2 separate regions of the Anas platyrhynchos genome follow, and region 2 is linked to region 1. A link is a contact called in public Hi-C data. All regions are on one chromosome and are shown on one strand. The core of a region is the stretch at or near the end of the contact, and the rest is flanking DNA. Distances in the headings are between cores, read along the strand shown.

Region 1 (5,511 bases), core at 1,339-3,838:
GAATTCTGGCCCGAGAGCCTGTTTGGATTAGGGAAATGTATGTCAAATTAGCTTCACAACTGCAAGTTATTGAGGAGACTTGGGGGAGCAAGTAAATCAGGACTGGCTGTACTGTGACTTAGGCTGCAATTACTTTAATAAATTCCCAAGATCTATTCTGTGTTACACCAGTACCTTGTGTCCACTGAGATTTCCAGGAGTCTGCCAACTTTAAAGTTAGGCTTGTCCAAACCTGGTATTTTAGGCAGGTCAGTCAGTACTTTTTTGTTGTTCCTCTCCTCTACCAAAGTAAAGCTGGATGGGAAATGGAAAAACAATTGCATGACACTTTTAAAGCTGTTTCTATTTCGCAAGTTTTAAAAGATAACAAAACCCGAAGTATTTTATTTCCCCCTTACTTGTGCTTTCTTCTGGCATTTGGCCAATCAGCGCAATGAAATGAACTAGTGCCTTCTTATCCCCTCACTAATTCCAGTCTGCAGTTTACATGGATTTTATTCTTTCCACCTCGACCAACCCTTCAGGTTTTATTTTTCTCATTCTGAACTTTTACAAAGTGAAAGATATTTTAAGTTATAGATTGGCAAGATTAATCTTTTTGTACCCAATTTGTTTTGAAAGTAATGGAACAAAACAGAATGAAAGGAAAAAAAAAAGTGGCATGGTATTTTTTCCATATTTATATGGAAGATGAACTGAAAGCATTAAAGATTTTATTAATTAAGATACTGAAAATAAATGTTTGACAGATGTTAACTAAAAATATTAGCAGGTGGGAAATTTTCTGGGTAAGTTTAATTTTAATGTAGTTGAAATAGATTGGTTTTATTATAAACTGTATAAGTAGTCTGTGTGCTACAAAAGTAACCTGTTTTAATGTATTTATGATAACATCTGTTCCCTTGGCCCTATAAAATCTGAAATACATCTTATAAAAAAAAGAAGTTTGGATACTGAAAGAAAAGTTGTTGTTATTCTCAAGCTGTGTCTGCACAGCTCGCTTCTGCCTCCAGTTTAAATGAATAAAAATACCAATCTCCACAGTGGAGTCACCAGATAGTCAGTGAAATATTCATTCCTTTCTTCGAGGTGGTCCCATTAGTAATGAAGGTGAAGCTGTTCAGATCAAGAGCAAAATTCAAAGTTAACACTCTTTGAATGAATGTGGCAGTTTGTTTTTTCTCCGAGTTGTTAATTTTCTCAGGTAGAACGCTATCACTATTCATTATGCTCAATCCAAATGTTAAACCTGTCTTAGAATCATAAGAATTACGGTGTGTGCTCAGTGCTTATTAGAGATAAGATGGAGCAGCAAGGTAATACATTCTGTTTTCTACTCCTGGGCAAGAGGAGGTCATCATGTTACTGTGCTCTTTGGCCTCAGCTGAAATCTGTTTCAATTAAAAAAAAAAAAAAAAAAGTGGTTAAAACTGTATGAAGTCAGACCCTCCTGATTCCATCCACAGTGGTGATGTGTAACTTGTTTGGAGGGTCAAATCAGACTTTATGTACTTTACTCCTTTACTCAGGTCACTTAGGTAAGATTCATCCGTGTTACCAGACGGGTACCAGACCTGTAGCATCTGGTCCAACTGACTCGGCAACAGTTTGGGCTGTGGGACAGCCTGCACCTGCCCTGATGTGTACCATTGGCTACCTCCGAGATTCAAGGCACCTTATAAACTGCTTTTAGCCCTGCACCAGGAATAGGTGGAGGCAGGAGGCATAACATTATCTCAGATGAATTAGAGGACCATCTCCATGTCCCACTAATGGATGTAGATGTAGAAATTCTTTTCCCTGCCTTTTAATGGAGGGGAGTGAAAAGGACACTGAAATGGTTCACATCTCTTTTATTTTCCCTAGCTAGCTATTCATTTAAGGAATTACAAGGAAGACAAACCTGTGAGCATGGATATTAAATCTTGCGCTTTAGGAGATAAAGATATGCATTCTTCAGGAGATAAAGATATGCATTTTCCTTCAGAGTCAGTTTGTTCTTTAGCTTGTTTTAGGCAGTTGGGGGAAACTAAAGAACAATCCATAATAACATAAAAGGATTTTCTAACCACCCTAAATAGATTTTCAGCACTCTGTCAGAGCGGAAACTAAAACTTGGAGCCTCAAACAAATTCCATTTCCCCAAACTTTTGAAAACTTCAGAACAAGACCTTAGTGTACTTATCTAGCAGCAGAGACTCATCTTTAGTGTGAAAAATACACTTCTTTTGTCACTTATTTCATTTAAAAATAAAGAGGCTTGAGCCCATATCTTGGCAATATGTAATCCAGGAGTAATATGATAGAAAACTGAATAGTGAATACAAAATGAAAACCTTGGGTAGTCAGAATCAGGCCCGGAATGAAGTGAGTCTGAAGGCATCTGAAAACTGTTGCTGTAGCTGTAGAGGGGAGTTTTGCTTTTAGGAAAGGAGGAAGAGGGGAAAAAAAGAAATTGAGGTCACCTTTTAAGAATGTGATTCCCAAAGTTACAAAGAATGAATCATTGGCGCCAATTTTTACGCTGTGTAGCTCCCTGGTTATCTTTGTTATGCTGACTGTGTAAGATTTTTGGTGATGTGTCTGTAGAGAGCTGGTGTTGAGTCTGTAACATTGACACTCTGATATTGTTCCCTCCCCTTTCAGCTAACTCAACTATTGGTAAAGATCAAAGAAAAGGAGGAGGAGGGCTGACAAGAAACAGTGTATGAGAGATGCCTGCAAAGCTTTAAATAAATAAAAAGGGGTTAAGACTTCAAATCTGTTGCAGGATATCTGTGAAAGTGGGGCCCTGTTTTGCTGTAACAAATTAAAGCTTCTTTCACAGAGCATGCTGACCACTTTTATCTGTATGAATCTGGTCCTTTGAGTATTAATGTATTTGGACAAAACACAGTTGTATATTACTGGACATATCTGGAAATATTAAAGCTGAAAAAAGCATGTGGCTTCTGGTAGACTACCAACTGTTTCTTTTATGTTTCCCTCCACAGCAAAATTAGATCAGTGGCTTTCAGTGTTGCTGTCTAGTTTGTTTCACTTTCCAATTCACAAGAGTTGTGGAATGTGTAAGCAAGAACCTAACCTTCCCTCGCTCCAGAAAAGCACAACTCTACGATAAAACTTAACGAGATAAAAGGAAAAACAGGAGACAATAAGCAGAAGGTAAAAACTCTTTCACAGGGAAAGGTCCTTAGCCAAAATAGAGCTTTGCAGGGTGAGCAGGAATATTTTTGACCCCTCACAGAAAGTATCAATGTAGTTGCATTATGTAAATAACAGAAGTGTGGATCAGGATGGTAACAATATGATGTATGCGACATGACACTTCCAATACAGTGGAAAGAAAGGACACTGTTTTTCTTCTACTTGGGTAGAGATCAGCTGCAGTTGTGTTTGCAGGGCCTGGGGTGAGGATGTGGATTCTATCTTCTAAAGCCCTGTTCACTCCAGCCCCGTAGGGGCAGAATGCTTAGGCTTTGTGTTGATGCCTCAGATTTTACTGCAATAGTTTTATGTCAAATCCTGCCTTCCTTTTATACTAAAAAAAAATAAAAAATGTTGACAGTCCAAACAGTTGGCAACCATTTATTAAAAATATGCCCACCTAACATTTTTAGGGTAGACTTATATTCTTGCAGCTTACTTCTAATGTTCTGAGTAGGTTTGAGTACAACTATCAGCAGCTGAGTGAGAAAGTAAGTTCCTAAACTTGGAACTTAGTGTAACTGAGTGTGTTTCAGATGTGTGGGGCTTGAATTGCTGCTTAGGTGTGGTGTAAATCCACATTAACGGTATTTATTAGTGATTTATGGTAACCTAAAACCAGAATAAAAATCATAAATGATCAGTTGATGCTGGAGTGGTGTGTGTATGTGGATATGGAGCTCTCTGTGGTATGACTTAAATGTTTTATTAACATGAGTTTGTGATGGTCCCCTTACTTTCAGATGGTGAATCCACGAATAAGTTATGTAGGGCATTACCAAGGAAATGCCACTCGTGCTCCGTGCCTCTTTTACGGCTCGACCAGTAATCCAAACGCTGTGGAATTCTCCGGGAAGCACGCTGAAGGAAAACCAGGTATGAGCAGCGCCGCATGTCTTCGTTCTCACGGGTGAGACTTCCCACTGTGCTGATAAGGCAGCTCTGGCCTTGGGCTTTTGGGAGATTTCTCTGAGCGAGGCAGTTCTGATAAATTCTCCTGGCCGGTAACACGGGATCAGGCTGGGAAAAAGGCTCATCAACCCTCCAGGCTCACCTGTGGCAGATACCGCTGCTTGTTGGGGTTGCTGCTAGCGGATAAAGGCCCAACATGTGAATAACAGGGGCAGCGAGGGAAGTACGCGTGTTTGCCAAGATGGGATCAAGCCTCTCTCCCCGCAAAGCTGCAAGATCCCCTTGCCTGCTGAGCAGGAATGGGCCTATACACCCAGCCCAACAGGATCAGAGGCTTGTTAAACTTCTAAAACTGACCTCAAACTTTTTTTTTTTTTGATTCTGTGAGAGCGTCACCATTTTGCATCGGAGCGTCTCGGGGCTTTCTAGAGCACAACTGAACTGAACAGAGCTGTGCTGCCTTCTCCCAGCAGCACAGCTCTGCAGCAGGGCAGCGAGTCCCACCAGGAACCCTCCCCATAGCGGGCCGGGGTGCAGGTCCCTGGCTGGGGGGCGGCAGCTCAGGTGCAGCCCGTGCACCGGCTGCGCGTTTGCGAGGGCTCGGCACTTTGCGGTGAGCCTTTCCTGTGAGCGCTGCGAGGGTGCTAACGCCAGGGGCTGACGCTGCCTCCCGTGGCACCCGGGCTCTGCTGTACGCAGCGATATCAGTTTAGGAGCAGTATCGTGGGCTGCCTCGGAGGGCAGAGCTCGGCGCGGGAGCCGGCAGCGCTTCGGGCAAACCACGTTTTAGGAATTTGAACTTTTTTGCCAACTCGTGCTGGAATTTACCAAGCGGGCAGCGCTGCGCTGCTCCCTGCTCCCTCCAGCGCCGGGCGCTGCGCTGTGCCGCCCACCTGCGGCCGAGCTGCGGCTCCCGCACCGCCTGGCTCCGGCCGGCGGGTCCCGGTGGGTCCCGGCGGGTCCCGGCGGCTCGCAGCGGCTCCGCTGCCTCCCGCCCTGGCAGCGGGACTCGGCTCGAGTTTGCTCCCGTTCGGGGGGGGCCGGGGGGTGCCTCCGGGGCGCGCTGCCCCTTTAAGGGCCGCCGGGCGCACGGGCAGGGAGCGACCTCTGGGCTTTGACAGCTCCCCGCAGGACTCCCCGCGCCGCCGGCCCCGCCCCCGGCCGCCCATTGGCCGTGGGGCCGGCACGGCGCGCGCCCATTGGGCGGCCGCTTGCCCTGAGCCAAGCTTTAGAACTCCGAGCCCCAATATTCGGTTACATTGTAGCAAAATGGCGACTGTCATTCACAACCCCCTCAAAGCGTGAGTACCGCCCGGCGCCCCCCGCCGCCGCCGCGCCCCGCGCAGCGCCCCCCGCCCGCAGCCGCCGGGCCCCGCCGCTCCGCCCGCCGCC
Region 2 (5,511 bases), core at 2,039-4,538, 230 kb after region 1:
TGTCCATGCTACAAATACATATCAAAACCTTGCATCTGTTTGCCAATTAACTCCATCCATACCTGCTGTGGTCTGAGAAGGGGAGAAGTGAAATGCACTGCTGATAAATCTCCCCAGGGATTTTTTTTTAAATTAGAAGGACGAACACTTTAAGAGATAACAAGCCTTAGAAAAATTAGAGACTGTGGCGTTCCAGCAGCACATGGGTTTGGCAGGTGTGGAACTGAGCTATCTGTAGGACTTCTCACCCACTGTGCACACTAACGGGACTTGTTGTTTGCCGGTGGAGAGCGATGCGGTTGCAAGCATTTTGCTCACTGCCTGAGAAGCAGAATAGTGTCGGCTACTTCCTGAGTCTCACACAAGCAGGAAATTCCCTTGCTCTGCAAGAAATGGTCATTTCTTGCAGTCCAGAAGCACAGTGCACATTAATGGCACAGGGGTCCCAGAGAACCAGACTCTGAGTGCTGAATACAATTTTAAGCGAGCTAGAGGCTTTCCCATGGCATCCATTTAAAGGCAGTCTTTGGTGTTAGGAGATGTCTGACAAAGGCTGCACGTTAGGACATTTTTTTTTCATACCACATGACCACTAAAGCACAAATGAAAATGAAAAGAAAGAATAAAAGAGGTACTTTGCGATGCATGGTGTGTATATACATTTAGGAAAAAGTCTCAGTAAAGTAGGAACACTGAATACCTGCTCCTATATTGACCTCTGCTTTGAGTCTTTTATTTCCTGCTTTGTGCAGCATCAGGCACACCAGCAAAACCCTCCACGATCGCTTTCCTATTTTTGTTGCAGGCACCTAATTGCTCTTATGGGTGTACTTGTGGGGCTCTTCGTTTCAGATTCAGTTTCGTTGCAGGTTGTTCTGGGAAATCCACAAAGAAAAGAACTTGCATTCTTGTTTGGACGTGTGACAAGCGAACAGCAACAGTGATGCACTGGCTGCTGAGGCCTCAGCCCCAAGCACACACCAAGCCCTGGGACTCGCAATCTTAAGATGGCTCAGAGGAGGGCAAAAGGCCAAATTAAGCCACAAAGCTGGCCAGAGCAGAGGCCCAGTGCATGGTAGCACAACCCAGTGCAAGACTCAGGTCAAAGTCATCCTGCTGGGACACATGAATGAGCATCATGCAAAGCTATCAGCTCACGGGGAGGCACAGGACACCTGACCACACTGCAGCTTTGTGCCCACACCACAGCAGCCCTTTTAATTCCCTGCAGCACAAGCACCAGGTCGCTAAGTAGCACTGGCTCTACTGGACTCAAGACATCTGTCAAAGCTGGACACCTGGGTCTGCCCCACATCCCCTCCTGGCTGCCTTCCTGCCAAGCAGAGCTGCTTGGAGCTGCCTCCGTTTGCCATCCTGAGACACCTTCCTTTACAGACGTGCAGGTAACCAGAGTGACTAGGTGAAACTTCAAGAAAATACCACTGACATTTCCCCAAGTTCTCACACAAAAGGTAATACAGATGCACACAATGAATGATTATTTTCGTGTTGTCTTTCCATGCTGGGAGTTTGCTCAAGACCTACAAAAAGAGTTCTGTATGCTCAGTGAGTAGGCACCATGCATGTGCTGCTGTACATGTATATGCTTGCTTTTACATCCTGTACATGCTTGAAAACAAACCTTAGTCGGTGGAAGAAAGGTCACCCCTCATTTTGCCTTCTTAGAGAATGACATTCCACTTCCAAGAGATCCTTGCTCTCACTTGGAGTTCGTTTTTAAATTCAAGTGTCCTGTCACCTCACATCAACACTCACAGCGCCTTGATAAGACCAGAATGAAACCTGAGGACCGACTGCTGACAAATCCTGCAAGGGCTCATCGACCTGTTACAGCCCAGGACAACCGGACCACCACCTGGGGATGCTGAGAGCACAAACTGGGCCCAGATCTGGGCCAGCTACATTTCTGGTTTGAGCAGCTCATAATTTGGCATTATGGTCTAAATCTGCTCTGGAATTAGCCAAGGATCTGCATAGTACAGTCAAAATCCCTAACTGAGCCTGGATTAGAACTGAATTTCCCTGAATCATCTTCACAGAAAACATAGCCGATCAGTTCAGGTAGAGGAACATCAATCTAAAACATTATTTCATTTATTAAAGAAGAAAAATAAACAAAGCAGGTAGAAAAATTATTGCAAAGACAACTACGTGGCTTACCTTATTCTAGTATGCCTGGCTGTGATGCCCCTACAAGCAAACATCAATATTGGGCAACAGGACACATCCCTGCAATACTAGCTCACAGTACCAAGGTCTATGGGACTGATGGGACTGAGGCAGGGATTAAAGACATTCTAAAAGCAGAAAAATATTTCAGGAGAGGGGAGGAAAAACTGTTAAAAAATTAATATGTGGTACAGATAAGCTGTAATCATCATACAGCTCTGGTTTCCCATGTTAAAGATGAATTAGTTGGTCTGTCAGCAGCTCCATCAGCCGAAAGAGGCCATTTGGATGGAGCTGAGCCTGTTTACTTTCCAAAGCTGGCTGTGCCTGCTTCATATTGCAGGTCCCCACATGGGCTGCACAGCGATGCTGATAACTCCCTGGGGAGCTCCAGTCCTGCTAAGTAGTTCAATGTTTAATTGAACTGACCTTTCCCGACAGTGCCCCATGTATTAAAAGCTGCTTCACTCCCAAGTGAAAATGGTTTGATAATCATAATATTTTACTCAGTGGACAGTTGTTTAAGAGCAGAAAATAATCAGCTCAATGACTAGGCTCTCCTCTGGAGGGGCCCAGCACCCAAATGACAGAAGGTGCTGCAGGTGAAGGTAGCTGGCAGAGCCAGCAGCAGGAGCAGTGCTGCTGGAGGATGAGGAGTGTGTGAGGGGCTGTGTGGCCAGGGGGGCTGGCACAGCTCATGGGGGCACAGGGGTGGCAAGGCCAGCAGGAGAAAGTGGCTCTGGGCAAGCAGAGCGGTGCAGGGCTGCAGGGCACAGCAGCAGCAAGGGACACCAAACAGGGCAGATCTCATACCCTGAGATGGGGAAAGGGAAAAACGTGTGCTGCTGTGATTTTCAGTGTCACTTTTTTGACTATAGACACCATTTGCCTTCAGAGCTTGAGTGGCCTAAAGATGAAGAGATTTCACGTGAGAGGCATGTTTGTCCGGAGCCCCCTTTCTCCCCGTTTCCTTCAGGTTGTCTTACCAGATTTATCTCTACTGCCTTCTGTGTTGGCCTTCATGGATGTACAGCATCTGGGAGAGCTCTCTGGGGCTGGGAGCCAAGGTTGTGCAAAGCAGCCCATCCTTGCAGACTGTTAAACACCTGATAACAGATGATGCTTTGCTTTGCTTTCAACTTAGAGCTATAAGGCAGTTACTAGCCTGAAGAATACTGTGCTCTGCTGCACATTCCCCTTCCCAGTGTGTTCGTTCTCAATCCCTTTTATATACAACTGGCATTTTGTGAGTCTCCCAGGTCAGCGTAAGGGCTACGGTGCAACATCACTTTGTCCTATTTTTCCACTGCAGGAGCTGCAATTTCCTTTCTCAGGAAAAGCCAACCCTTTTCTTTCCTCTTAGTCTTCGTGTCTCAGAGTTGCAGGCATTTAAGGAATGTGCTGTTCAGTAAACTAATTTTTTCTTGTCCTTTATTCACAAGGACATTTGTGTTGTTTTCCTCTTTTTGCTAAAGCTACACAGGACAGGGACAACACTCATATTTTCCCTCCCACAGAGGGTTGTTTTGACTGGTTGTGTCTGGTTGAATCCCTAGGAATGTGGGATGTGTGCGAGCTCCCATGGGCTCCTGGTGCCAGCGTGCCGAGATAAGGCAGCTGGGCTACCACCAGCTGCAGACTCGTGAGACAGCGGAGTCCTCGAGGCAGTGGGGCTGACCTGGGGGACACACCAGAAGGACACCTGAGAGACTTAGGAGGACCTACATGGGCTGCCACAAAGAGAATGTGCACTAGGAAATTTGGCAATGTCCATTTTGTCTCTGCTTTTGTTAGCCTTAGATATCCAGTCAAGCAATCAGAAACACCTTGCTTGGCCTTTGTGGAGCTACCAGAGTCCACTGCGATGCACAAGCAGGTGAACCAAGCTCACCTTCCACCTTCACCAGCTATCCTATTGTGGCAGACACTGTCTCTGAGACAATCACAGCTGGGCCTGAAGGTCTATCTTTGCTTTGTATTTGTTTCCACGAACCCAAAGAGATGAGTTGAAGACATCAGTCAGCATAAAAATCCTCTGAAATAAAATTAACCCAAGGAGCTAAAATTGCAGTTGAACTGCAAGAGCTCTGGCGTGATTTCATCAACTCCCCTTTGAATGGCAATTACATTGTGAACAGATAGGTTCAAGCCTAAATCCTCAGTGTCTTCTTCTGATTAAATACTCATTGCCTAAACATCCATCTTATTCTCAGTACTTCTTCTTATCTATTTAATCAATTCCCCCATTATTCACCTATCTTCTTTAGTCTGCATTTTACCGTTTTTTTTTTTTTTTTCAGGTAATGTAAATTTACAGGAGTTCTAGTTCACTACAACAGCAAGCAAAAACAAAAACAAAATAAAAACCCCACAACATCTTAGCCAGAATGTGTTTATACTCCTGTGTTTCTCAGCTTTAAAAAGAACATTTACGTTGTCTGATATTCACAGGGGATTGCCTTGAGACTCTGCGTACATTCCTTCTACACGGGCCCCAAGGAGCAGGATTGCATTCAGGAAAATATAGTATTTGTTGCTGGTTTGAAAAATTCATTACCTAACCTTGTATAAATGGTCCTCAACATCTCCCCTGAGACAGAAATATTTTGTTAGTGGAGTATTTTGAAGAACTGCCTTTGAATGAAAATTTAAAGAAAATATAAGATCAAGGATTCTTTTCATTTGTTGTTGGTTTTACTACATGCTTTTGATAAAGAATATTTTAAGGAGAATATCTTATAATTGTGTCTCTAGTAATATTTGCCAAATGATCCCTTCTTCCTTTGTCCATTTTTAGCCTTTATAAAATGACATTTTCACTTTTTCAGAAGGTTGTGCAGCTTTATCCTGGCTTGTAAAAGTTTTTCACAGATTATCTGTTTTCCTAAAGGCATTTTCTGTATACAGTTTATCTGTAAAATTTCCCTGATAAATCTAGGGCCCTTAGGAGGGAAGGATTAAGCTCACTGCATTGCTTACTGTCCTATCATTATTCTAAGGCATTGTCTGCCAGACAAGTTTCTAGTCGTGTTGGAGTGAGATGCTGCATTTGGGGTTTGGCTGGGGAGATACAATTAGTTATAAAGGAATAAATGATAGAACAAGAGTATTAATCAGCATTTTGATATGATATCAACCATTCTGTAAATATGACAGACTGTTGTGACAGGGAGTAGAGAGCCCAACTGAACTTTATAGCACTCTTTCATCTTTGCTTTCTTTGAGACATGGCTCCAGCTCACTGCGCCTTGCAGACTTGTAAATTTTCTGTTCCCAGAGGAGCATTACCCTGTTATAACTGATAGATTCAAAGAAAATATC

What was found. Hi-C and Micro-C count contacts between places; a contact is called where the count stands out from the background.
Region 2: a Hi-C map of small yellow follicle shows a contact between it and region 1, with 7 times the contacts expected there. The contact joins two enhancer-like sites. A contact is called at or near these places in 6 of 8 Hi-C or Micro-C datasets (F5 follicle, liver, skeletal muscle and 2 more).

The regions. Positions count from the first base shown.
Region 1 is chr5:35,434,378-35,439,888 of IASCAAS_PekinDuck_T2T, forward strand. DPF3 (double PHD fingers 3) reads left to right here. Exons shown (of 16, transcript XM_072038823.1): 4 at 3,951-4,083. Among named protein-coding and RNA genes, the nearest start is that of DPF3, 18 kb to the left of the region's middle. Within about 2 kb of position 2,589, at least 3 of the 8 cell types and tissues checked have an H3K27ac peak or open chromatin away from gene starts, as enhancers often do. A contact at or near this core is called in small yellow follicle, where this site is marked.
Region 2 is chr5:35,668,118-35,673,628 of IASCAAS_PekinDuck_T2T, forward strand. All of the region lies in intron 20 of RGS6 (regulator of G protein signaling 6), which reads right to left. Among named protein-coding and RNA genes, the nearest start is that of RGS6, 240 kb to the right of the region's middle. Within about 2 kb of position 3,289, at least 4 of the 8 cell types and tissues checked have an H3K27ac peak or open chromatin away from gene starts, as enhancers often do. A contact at or near this core is called in small yellow follicle, where this site is marked.